2 separate regions of the Mus musculus genome follow, and region 2 is linked to region 1. The links are chromatin contacts, called in public promoter capture Hi-C maps. All regions are on one chromosome and are shown on one strand. The core of a region is the stretch at or near the end of the contact, and the rest is flanking DNA. Distances in the headings are between cores, read along the strand shown.

The links. Promoter capture Hi-C pulls out the DNA fragments that hold promoters and counts their contacts.
Region 2: a contact with region 1 is called in a promoter capture Hi-C map of liver. The contact joins two enhancer-like sites. A contact is called at or near these places in 3 of 39 promoter capture datasets (the C10 cell line, frontonasal cranial neural crest and liver), 1 of 15 datasets of contacts at CTCF or cohesin (CD8 T cells), 3 of 484 Hi-C or Micro-C datasets (CD8 T cells and regulatory T cells), 3 of 115 datasets of contacts at active chromatin or transcription factors (embryonic stem cells and heart atrium) and 3 of 9 other capture datasets (adipose tissue, liver and pancreatic islet).

What each region holds. Positions count from the first base shown.
Region 1 is chr1:60,714,616-60,718,863 of GRCm38.p6, forward strand. No RefSeq gene overlaps it. Among named protein-coding and RNA genes, the nearest start is that of Cd28, 30 kb to the right of the region's middle. Within about 2 kb of position 1,391, at least 39 of the 459 cell types and tissues checked have an H3K27ac peak or open chromatin away from gene starts, as enhancers often do. A contact at or near this core is called in liver, where this site is marked.
Region 2 is chr1:60,819,062-60,823,557 of GRCm38.p6, forward strand. No RefSeq gene overlaps it. Among named protein-coding and RNA genes, the nearest start is that of Gm38137, 43 kb to the right of the region's middle. Within about 2 kb of position 2,745, at least 21 of the 459 cell types and tissues checked have an H3K27ac peak or open chromatin away from gene starts, as enhancers often do. A contact at or near this core is called in liver, where this site is marked.

The DNA.
Region 1 (4,248 bases), core at 141-2,640:
CAGAGTGAGAGCTATGTAGAGGTTTGCCATAAGTGTCAAACCTAGTCAGTCAGGGCAAGGGTAGACTGACAAATGCTTAGGTTTCTCTCCTCCTACCCACAGAGTCTCATGTAATTGATGGAATCCAAACAGAAGGCAAAAGGTTCAAGAGAGTCCAGGTTATACTGCCCAAAGTGGTCAGAACAGGTCAAACCTGGTCTCTTCAATTCTTCAGTACTGCCAAGGTCTGCCTTTCAGTTTCTCCCATATGCAACACTTCATTAAACTCAGGAAAAATTAGAAATCTGAATTTTTTACTTTTTCCAAGACCAGGATCCTGATACATAGTTCAGGTTGGCTTTGAACTTGTGGTCCTCCTGCCTCAATCCCCTTGCTTCTGGGATTGCAGATGTGTGCTACCATCTGGATGCAGAACTAGTCCTCCTCCTCCCCTTCCCTTTCCCCTCTCCTCCCCCATCCCTCTCTGTTTAGTCTTAGAGGCACAATGAGCAGGACATGTTGAGAAACGACACACTGAAGGGCAGATGGAAGTCAAACTATCCTGCTTATGACTGATCAGTTTAGGTTGCAGGGAAGAGCTCAGTGTGGGGACCTGTGACTCTGCCAGCACCACCTGGAATTCATCTTTCCCAGTGAGACCCAGAGACAGCACCAAAGCTAGCTCTTGAAGGAAAACAGAGAATAGTTGCTTTCTTTTGGGGAGGAAAAATGTGGGTCTGCCCACTAAGATGAAGCTGGGAATGTAGGGTTTGGGTTATACCCTGTGAGGGCATCTCTTGCCTAAGAGGAAGATGGCTGGAGCTGGGCCACAGATGCCTGGTTATTCTTCTTTAGTGTACACAGTAGAGAAGTCCCACTAGTGCACTGTAGCAGACCAGCCGAGGACATTGTCTTTCTTACCCTGTTTCTCTTGCCTTCAGGAGTCAGGCACACTGGGGACAGGAATACACAGATGAGTGATTTTACTCTAAGTGAGAACACTAATAGTTACTGAAGATGTTCTTTAAGGATGGATGTGGCTTTCATCCATTTGTCACGAGGTTTGCACAGCTGACACTCTAATGACCTATTATTAACTGGGCTTTGGCGATGGTAAAACAGAAGCTTGGCCAAGTTAAGGGACTTGCTCAGAGCCACAGAAACGAGCTAGCGGCAGAGCTATGATTCAAATCTAGACAGTTTGGCTGCAGAGCTAGTGTTCTTAACTCCTTTCCATGTCCTGGAGACAGGCCTGTGAACAAATAATTACAGTGTAATGAATGAGGTAAGTGCTAACGGGGCTGTGTGGAGTAGAGGAAGGAGTGACAGCCGATCTGAGAGTCAGCCATTTGTACAAATTCCCTTGCCCACTGCCAGAAATGAGCACAGCAGAGTCTTTTTAGGACTTGCGTTATTATTACATAGGAAGAGCCTCAGCTATGGAGGTCAGCTCATGCTGCTCTGCTGCCTGGCTCATGCATAGCAACACTTAAAACAATTTCTTCCTGATACTCTGGATCCCTTCCAAGAGTTTTGTTCCAGTTTTCGGATAAGGCAGAAACAGGAAAAGGATGTGCTAATGTTTCCTGACCTAGGTTGGACTTTGGAATAGGTTTGTAATTAAAATATTGTTAAGGTTCGATGGCATGTATATACATTATCTGTATTCTGTATTTATATAAATATTCTGTATTTATATGCCCCAATAAATGTGCTGTAAAAAACAAAACCCATAAACACCAGGTGTGAGACTGGTTAAATCTTCCCATTTCTGTGGTTTATAGGTCTATGTTGAGTATAGGTTGTTTATTAATATTTCTTACCTCAAGTATCTTTTCTTTCCAAAACAGTAATGATTTAGTTGCAGTATATCATGATTTCTGCTAATAGCACAGAAACAAATTTACGTCTTTTTCTCATTCCTTTAGGAAGAACTTGTATCGATGTGGTTTCCACTACTGCTTTGCCTTTCAGAGGTCTTTGAGCTATTGAGCATCCATATATTTGGTTCTTAAATTACTTGATATTCGAGTATCGTTCGTTTATTTGGCCAAGTAGATACTCGAAGCAGGTGCTGTTCATTGCCGCCAAGCACTGGCCCATTCATGCCAGGATGTTAAGCACATCCTGTAGCTTGGTGTAAACACCAGGTGGGATTCTAATCCACTCACCAGAGAGTCTTCTTCCATTCCTCCTCAGTGAGTGGAAGCCAGAGGGAAGTCCCAGTCAGGAATTCTCTGTGCCTTTAGAAGTCAGCAACTCCAAAGGACACAAGAAGGGAACTGGCCCAGTCACTCCCAAGCCTCCTCTGTACATAGCTTCTTTCTTGGTACCATCCCAGAAGCTCTCAGAGAAGTTCCAAGTTGACATGTAAGTCCTTTCTTGGACTAGTTTACCTTCAGTTGAAGTGTGGAGACATTCTCTTTCCTTTCCAATGTTGAAGTTGTCTGGGAGTCACCTTGGATAATTCTCCTATTATGTATAGGGAAAGGAAGACAAAATGAAACAAGGTGACCCTCACAACCATGGGGTCAATAGTTGGGTATTGTGGTCATCAAGGTAGACTCCAGAGGTAAGAGCAAGCTTGCTTACACATCTGGCCAGATGTTATCACACAGTTGTGCACAAGAACCCTGGCTCCATTCTTTAGGATCTTTCATGCCTTAGTATGTCAGTGGATCCAACTAACACAGGTCTAATGAGCAGAGTAATTTGGGAGGGATGGGTACTACAACAGTTATGTAAGACAAGAGGTTATGTCTTCTGATAACATATCTATCATTAAGTGAAACAATCAGAAAGCTGAGGAGTGTGGTAGACTCCTGGATGTCTCTTGGTATTGATTTCCATTTTGTTCATTATCATTGAATTCTGAGTATGGAAATGGGAACGACCATGAAGCTACATTGGTCATGTGACTAAGCATTCGTCGATAGGAAATAAGCAGAAATACTCCAGTTTCTGGCTTGTGGCCTGAAAGAGAAGAGTGTGGTGACTTGATGGAAGGTAACTGAGTTCCTGATTCTTCAGTTGACATTTTGAGTCCTGATCTGACCTGCTTAGTTGCAGACTGTTGAAAGAGGTAGGAAAACACACCATTGTCTTTAGCTCCAATCAATTTGGGTGCTTGTCAGGTAGTCCCGAAAGGCTTTTCCTCCCTTTCCATTATCTATCTATCTATCTATCTATCTATCTATCTATCTATCTATCTATCTATCTATCTAATATTCTGATCACTGTCCTCACCTCCTCCAGTTCTCTTTCACAAGGTCCCTCCCCCATACCTCTCCCCATCTCCTCTGAGAGGGCGGAGGTCCCCCTGGCTATCTCCCAACCCTGGCACATCAAGTCTCTGCAGAGTTAAACACATCCACTCCCACTGAGGCCAGACAAGGCAGCTTAGTTAGGGAAATGAGATCCAAAGACAGGCATCAGATTTAGGGACAGCCCCCTGGCTCCAGTTGCCCAATGGGCTTTTATACCAAGGGAGTGACTTGGGTGTTCAGTAGATTAGTGTCACCTTCAACTGGGAACATGGCCTTATGGCTCCAATGCTTCTGTTTTCTGCAGGTAGCCAGACTCCTCTCACAGACAGTTTGCTTGGAATCCTCTACATTGCTGTCTTTGGGGATTCTATAGTGAAAGAAAGGGACATACATGGTAGCAGGTTTCAGTTAGCTTAGGAGTGGACATCTTGATCTTTCACTAGACTCAGAAATTTCATTCCAAACCATCACTCTTTTAAACATCGCTGCATTTCTCTGGTGCACCCTAGGATGGATACATGCAAGAGCAGAGCTGATTTCTCAGCCATGACTACTGTGTTTGAATCTGTTGCTAGGACATCTGTTGAATTTCCAAATTCTATCTTAGGAAAGAAATATAATTTTTCTTTGATGCCACATTCTTCTTTAGGCAGAAATACAAGGAAACCACTGTCCGTGGTGGCATCTTGGCAGAACTGTCAAGTGGAGCCTGGATCTGGGAACCCACAATTCAAGAATAAGGCACCATTTACGTACAAAATTGTTGGATTTGGAAGGATACTTAGTTTGGTATGCTCACGAAGCCACTGACTTACAGGGTCAAAGAGCTTATTTTTCAAGCAAGTATATTTTACTGTTTATGAGAGACTACCAAAATAATTATTTCCTGTGTGGGTCAGCGGGAGTGAGGTAATCTCAAGGAAAATGTTCCATTGTGCTTATTGGGCTGGGTGGGGAAGTGACTCCAGACATCTCTTAAAGGAACAGTCATTGTATTAAATGG
Region 2 (4,496 bases), core at 1,495-3,994, 110 kb after region 1:
AGAGTCAAATTAACCAAAGGAACAGAGTCCACAGGTGCTTTTACCTGCTTAATGATAAAGAAACCACTCAGTCCAAAGTAGAAAGAAAGACTTCTCAGGAGCTGGAGAGATGGCTCAGCGATTAAGAGCACTGATTGCTCTTCCAGAGGACCTGAGTTCAATTCCCAGCAACCACATGGTTGCTCACAACCATCTGTAACAGGATCAGATGCCCTCTTCTGGTGTGTCTGAAGACAGAAACAGTATACTCACATAAAATAAATAAATTAATTTAAAAAGAAAAACGGATTTCTCAGTAAATGGTGTAGGGTCTACAGGATATCCATACAGGAAAAATGAAAACAAACAACAAAATAAAAACATATCTTGGCTTTTGTCTCACAGTCCCAAATCTAACCCTAGATGAGTCACCAATCTCAATTCGAAAAGTAAAACAGAAAGATTGTGGGAATAACAAACCTTGTGATGGAATCTAAGGGCTGTTCCACTAGACAATTCACATCTATATAATACACTGGTCAAAAGCTCATGACAGGCTAGGTGTGGTGCATGCCTTTAGTCCCAGTACTTGGGAGGCAAAGACAGGGGAAGCTCTGTGAACTAAAGTTTAGCGTGGTCTACATAATGAGTTCCAAGACAGCCAGGGCTTCACAGAGAGACCCTGTCTCAAAACAGAAACAAATAAACCTTCTGGTCTGGGAAATGATAGGCCTTAATGGGGAGCTTTCTACCATTGTTTTGTTTAATGGACATGTTGATGTGTTTTGTATATATTTATATTTATGTCTATGGGTTAGTGCTGCTCTCAACTGTGGCCAGAGAAGCTTCCCACTGTAGAAGTCAATGCAGAGACACATTAGTGGTCAAAGCACTGAGAATGAGTGACTGCTGTGTGCTCAGGCCTAGGTGGGGCAACTACATCATATCATACTCCAAGGCTCAGGAAAGATGGTGGAAGAATGCCTGGAGAGAGAGTAAGAGCCAGAAGATGGGAGGCCTGCTGTGAAATGCCGACTTCTGGTCATGACATGGCTGTTGCACTAATGAAGTCAGTGCCTAAGATTCCCCCAATAAGCCAGTACTCCAGCAGGCAGCACTAATTAGACCAAGAGAGTTATAAAGGCAACTGAGAAGGCATGGGAATGCAAGTGGGATATGCTGCCAAGTGAGTGGGGAGCGTGGGAGAGAATTGCTGGGGTGTATATGATCAATGTACATGCATATGAAACTGTCAAAGATTAAATAAAAGATTAAAACAGAAAACAAAGACTTTAAGAGAAAACATAGAGAATCTCATGATTTGGAGTAGACAAACATTTGCTGGAAGAGTCATAACATGAAAAAAATTAGTTAGTAGGACTATGTTAAAATTAATAAATTCTTTGATATCTTTCAGAGGCTAAGGCAGCAATCTGAGTATGAAGTATCACTTTGGAATGAGAATGGCCTCACAGTAGCTATCACAACAATGCGAGTGAATCCCAGAGCTACAACTGGGCAAAGAGAGCACACACTGTGACTGCATTTATATAAAATCATAGGAGTTAGGTGGCGCTGCTGGAAGACGGACCTGCCAGTTACTTTTCTCACTGCTGGGGCTAAAGCAGCTTAAAGAAGGTTTAGTTTGGCTGCTGGTTTGAGGAGGGTACAGTTTATCATGGTGGGACAAGCAGGGGAGCTGAGAGGAGAGGAAGCACTGAGGAAGCAGACAGACAGACAGACAGACAGACAGACAGACAGACGCATTCGGTGCTCAGCATGTTTTTACCTTCACATTCCATTCAGGACCCGGGGACATGGCGTGCTGTCACAGTGATTCTAAATCCTGCCAAGTTGAAAAATCAAGATTAACTACCATACCAGAGTAATTTTTATCCTTGGGCAAACTATGGCTAATTGGGGGGTTGGGATGATGAAGTTTTGGGGGCTCTGGGTCAGACTCTTCTTTTGGTTGGTTACCAATGTGCATTTAGTGTGTGAAAAATCTGTTGAGTTGTGAATTGGACTTTGCAGTGTCCTGCAGGTATGTTAACTCATCAACGAAACCTTTGACAATAAGGACACATATGTAGTTTTGAGCTGAAGTGCAAATGAGTGAATTGCACAGCTGGGGAATCTATGTCACATGTTGCTAAACATAAGGCATCTTAGAAAGCACTTCTAAAAAAAGTGGCAGTTAGGGAGAAGAAAAGACAAAAGAAGCAAGCATTGCAGTGTTTTAGACTATCATCCACCTTAACAGAACGTCTGAAATGGAATACTTTTTTTTAAAAATTGGTTTATTTAGCTCTCAGTTTTGGAGGGTCAAATGCCAAAATTGGGGGGTGCTTTGCTATTGACTTGTGGTGAGAGCCCCTATATCACACCACAGCAGAAGCACATGGAACACAGAGATCCTGTTGCAGGAAACCAGGGTGTTACTTAGGTGTCAGGCTGCTCTTTTGTAACAACTCACAGGAACTACCCAGAATCCTACCAGAATTCTGTAATCTCTTCTGATGTCAGTGTCCTCCCAGTGACCCAATTACTGCAGCCCTACCCCCAGAAGTGCCTTCTAAGAAGCTTCTAACACATGGACATTTGGGGGACCCACTCAATTCATATTCATGCCACACTATTTAGTCTTGTCCTATTAGCATCAGGACACATTTGGAGATTTGTGTTCAGTTCTAGATATTATGTTGTAAGAGTGCCATTGACAAGTTGGCATATGCCCAGACAGGGAAACCCCAGAGCCACATGCACGAGGTCATCATAAGTCCAGAGTCTTTCTCGTTTAGAATAACAAACGATGGCTTCTCACTCAGCTCATGGTCTGATAAGTGACAGGTAGAGATCTAAGTGGCCCCTCATGGATTGGAATGTCTTCCCTTATTTAGCTTCTAACCCCTGCCAGGTTCTTCTTAGAGCTCACCCACTGAATCTTCTACACTAACAGACCAGTGAAAGGGAGCAAAGAGGACATCATGGGACACTATTGTGGGACACATAGAGCCTCATACACCCTTTACCCCCCCCCCCGACTCTTTGTTGTCCAGAAGATCTCAAGTAACCCTAATCTAGTACTCCTGTGTAAAGCCTACAGCTTTCCTGTATGCCCAAGTAGAGGGATGAGAAAGCAGTTAGGTGGCTCAGCCTCAAATAATGATAGGTTTAAAGTCATATGGGAAATAACAGAAGGAGCGAGACAGTCAATCAGGAAAAGTCATAGCTCACCTCGGACATTCGAAAGGGGGCTCATGATTGCTTCCTTAATCATGTGAGCGCCACTGTGTGGAAGAAGGCTTCGACTTATTCTGGGTAGCTTTATGGCAGAGCTAAGAGAACAACTGATATCATTTTGAGACAAATTTCAGTCTATTTAGTGTAAGCAAGAAGTTTGCTGTCTGTAGAGCTGTTCATCTCACAGAAGGTTAATTTGTGAGCACTGGTGAAGGAGGAAGCGCTAACTATGTGCTAATTCTCAAACTCTTAATCTAACGTGGGGTAGTATTTTAAATATTCATGCTTTGCTGTAGAGGAAACTGAGACTTAGAGAGGCCATGCCACTTGCCCCATGGCACACAGATGTTAAAAGGCAGAGAGAGGATGTGAATTCTGCGTCTTCTGACAGCGCACCAAAGCCTCCACCCTTAAACCGGCTGGCATGTTGCTTTCTGGGGCTTCTGTGTTGGGCAGTGTGGAAGAAGGGTCAGTGTGGATATGGAACTGGACGGAGATACAAGTTGTTTTATGACAGGACCGTGTAAAGAAACTTCTGGGAATGTCAAGGGGCCCTACTAAGCAACTAGTGCTTTTGTGCTGGAAGATGCAGAGAAAAGCCAAAGATGGAAACAGCCCAGTCCTAAAATCTGCCCTGTTTGTATGGCTGCTGTCACGTGAACATGGCCAAAGCACACAATACTCTTGAACGTGATGTGATGCCTTTATGAACCCTCCCTCAAAGTGTTTAGGGGTAACAAAATGACCTGTGGTACAATTTCATGTACATGAGCCTTGGCTTCTGCTAGAGCAAACCTTTGTTGAGTCACTGCCCAGGAACGTTGCTAGGTGTTGGTTGGGTGCTCAACGTCTCCCCCTGCAGGGTGTGGAGGGGGAAGCATCTCCCTGAGCTACCTGTAGTAAACCGCTCACACTCAGTTGTAGAGAAGCAGACTCTGGAAGCCAGAGTAATTTTGTCAGGTAACCATGGAGACACTGTGTTACCCTTGAAATCATAGCCTATGAGACTGGATGCTGAAAAACGTTGGGATCTCATCCTGATTTCCCGCTTGGCTCACATTTGTAAAACTAGATGAACAAGCCAAATACCATGGCTTCCATCCGAGTATCTAGATTGATGAAGAGACTCAACTAGACAGAGAATATAGTACAAGTGTCTGAAAGCAGGCATGCTTTTCTCCTGATTCAAGTGGCCATTCGGGAATTACTTCATGCCAAGAATTAAACCCAGCTTGATTATAGCCTGCCTAAGGTGGTTCAGGGGTCACCAGACC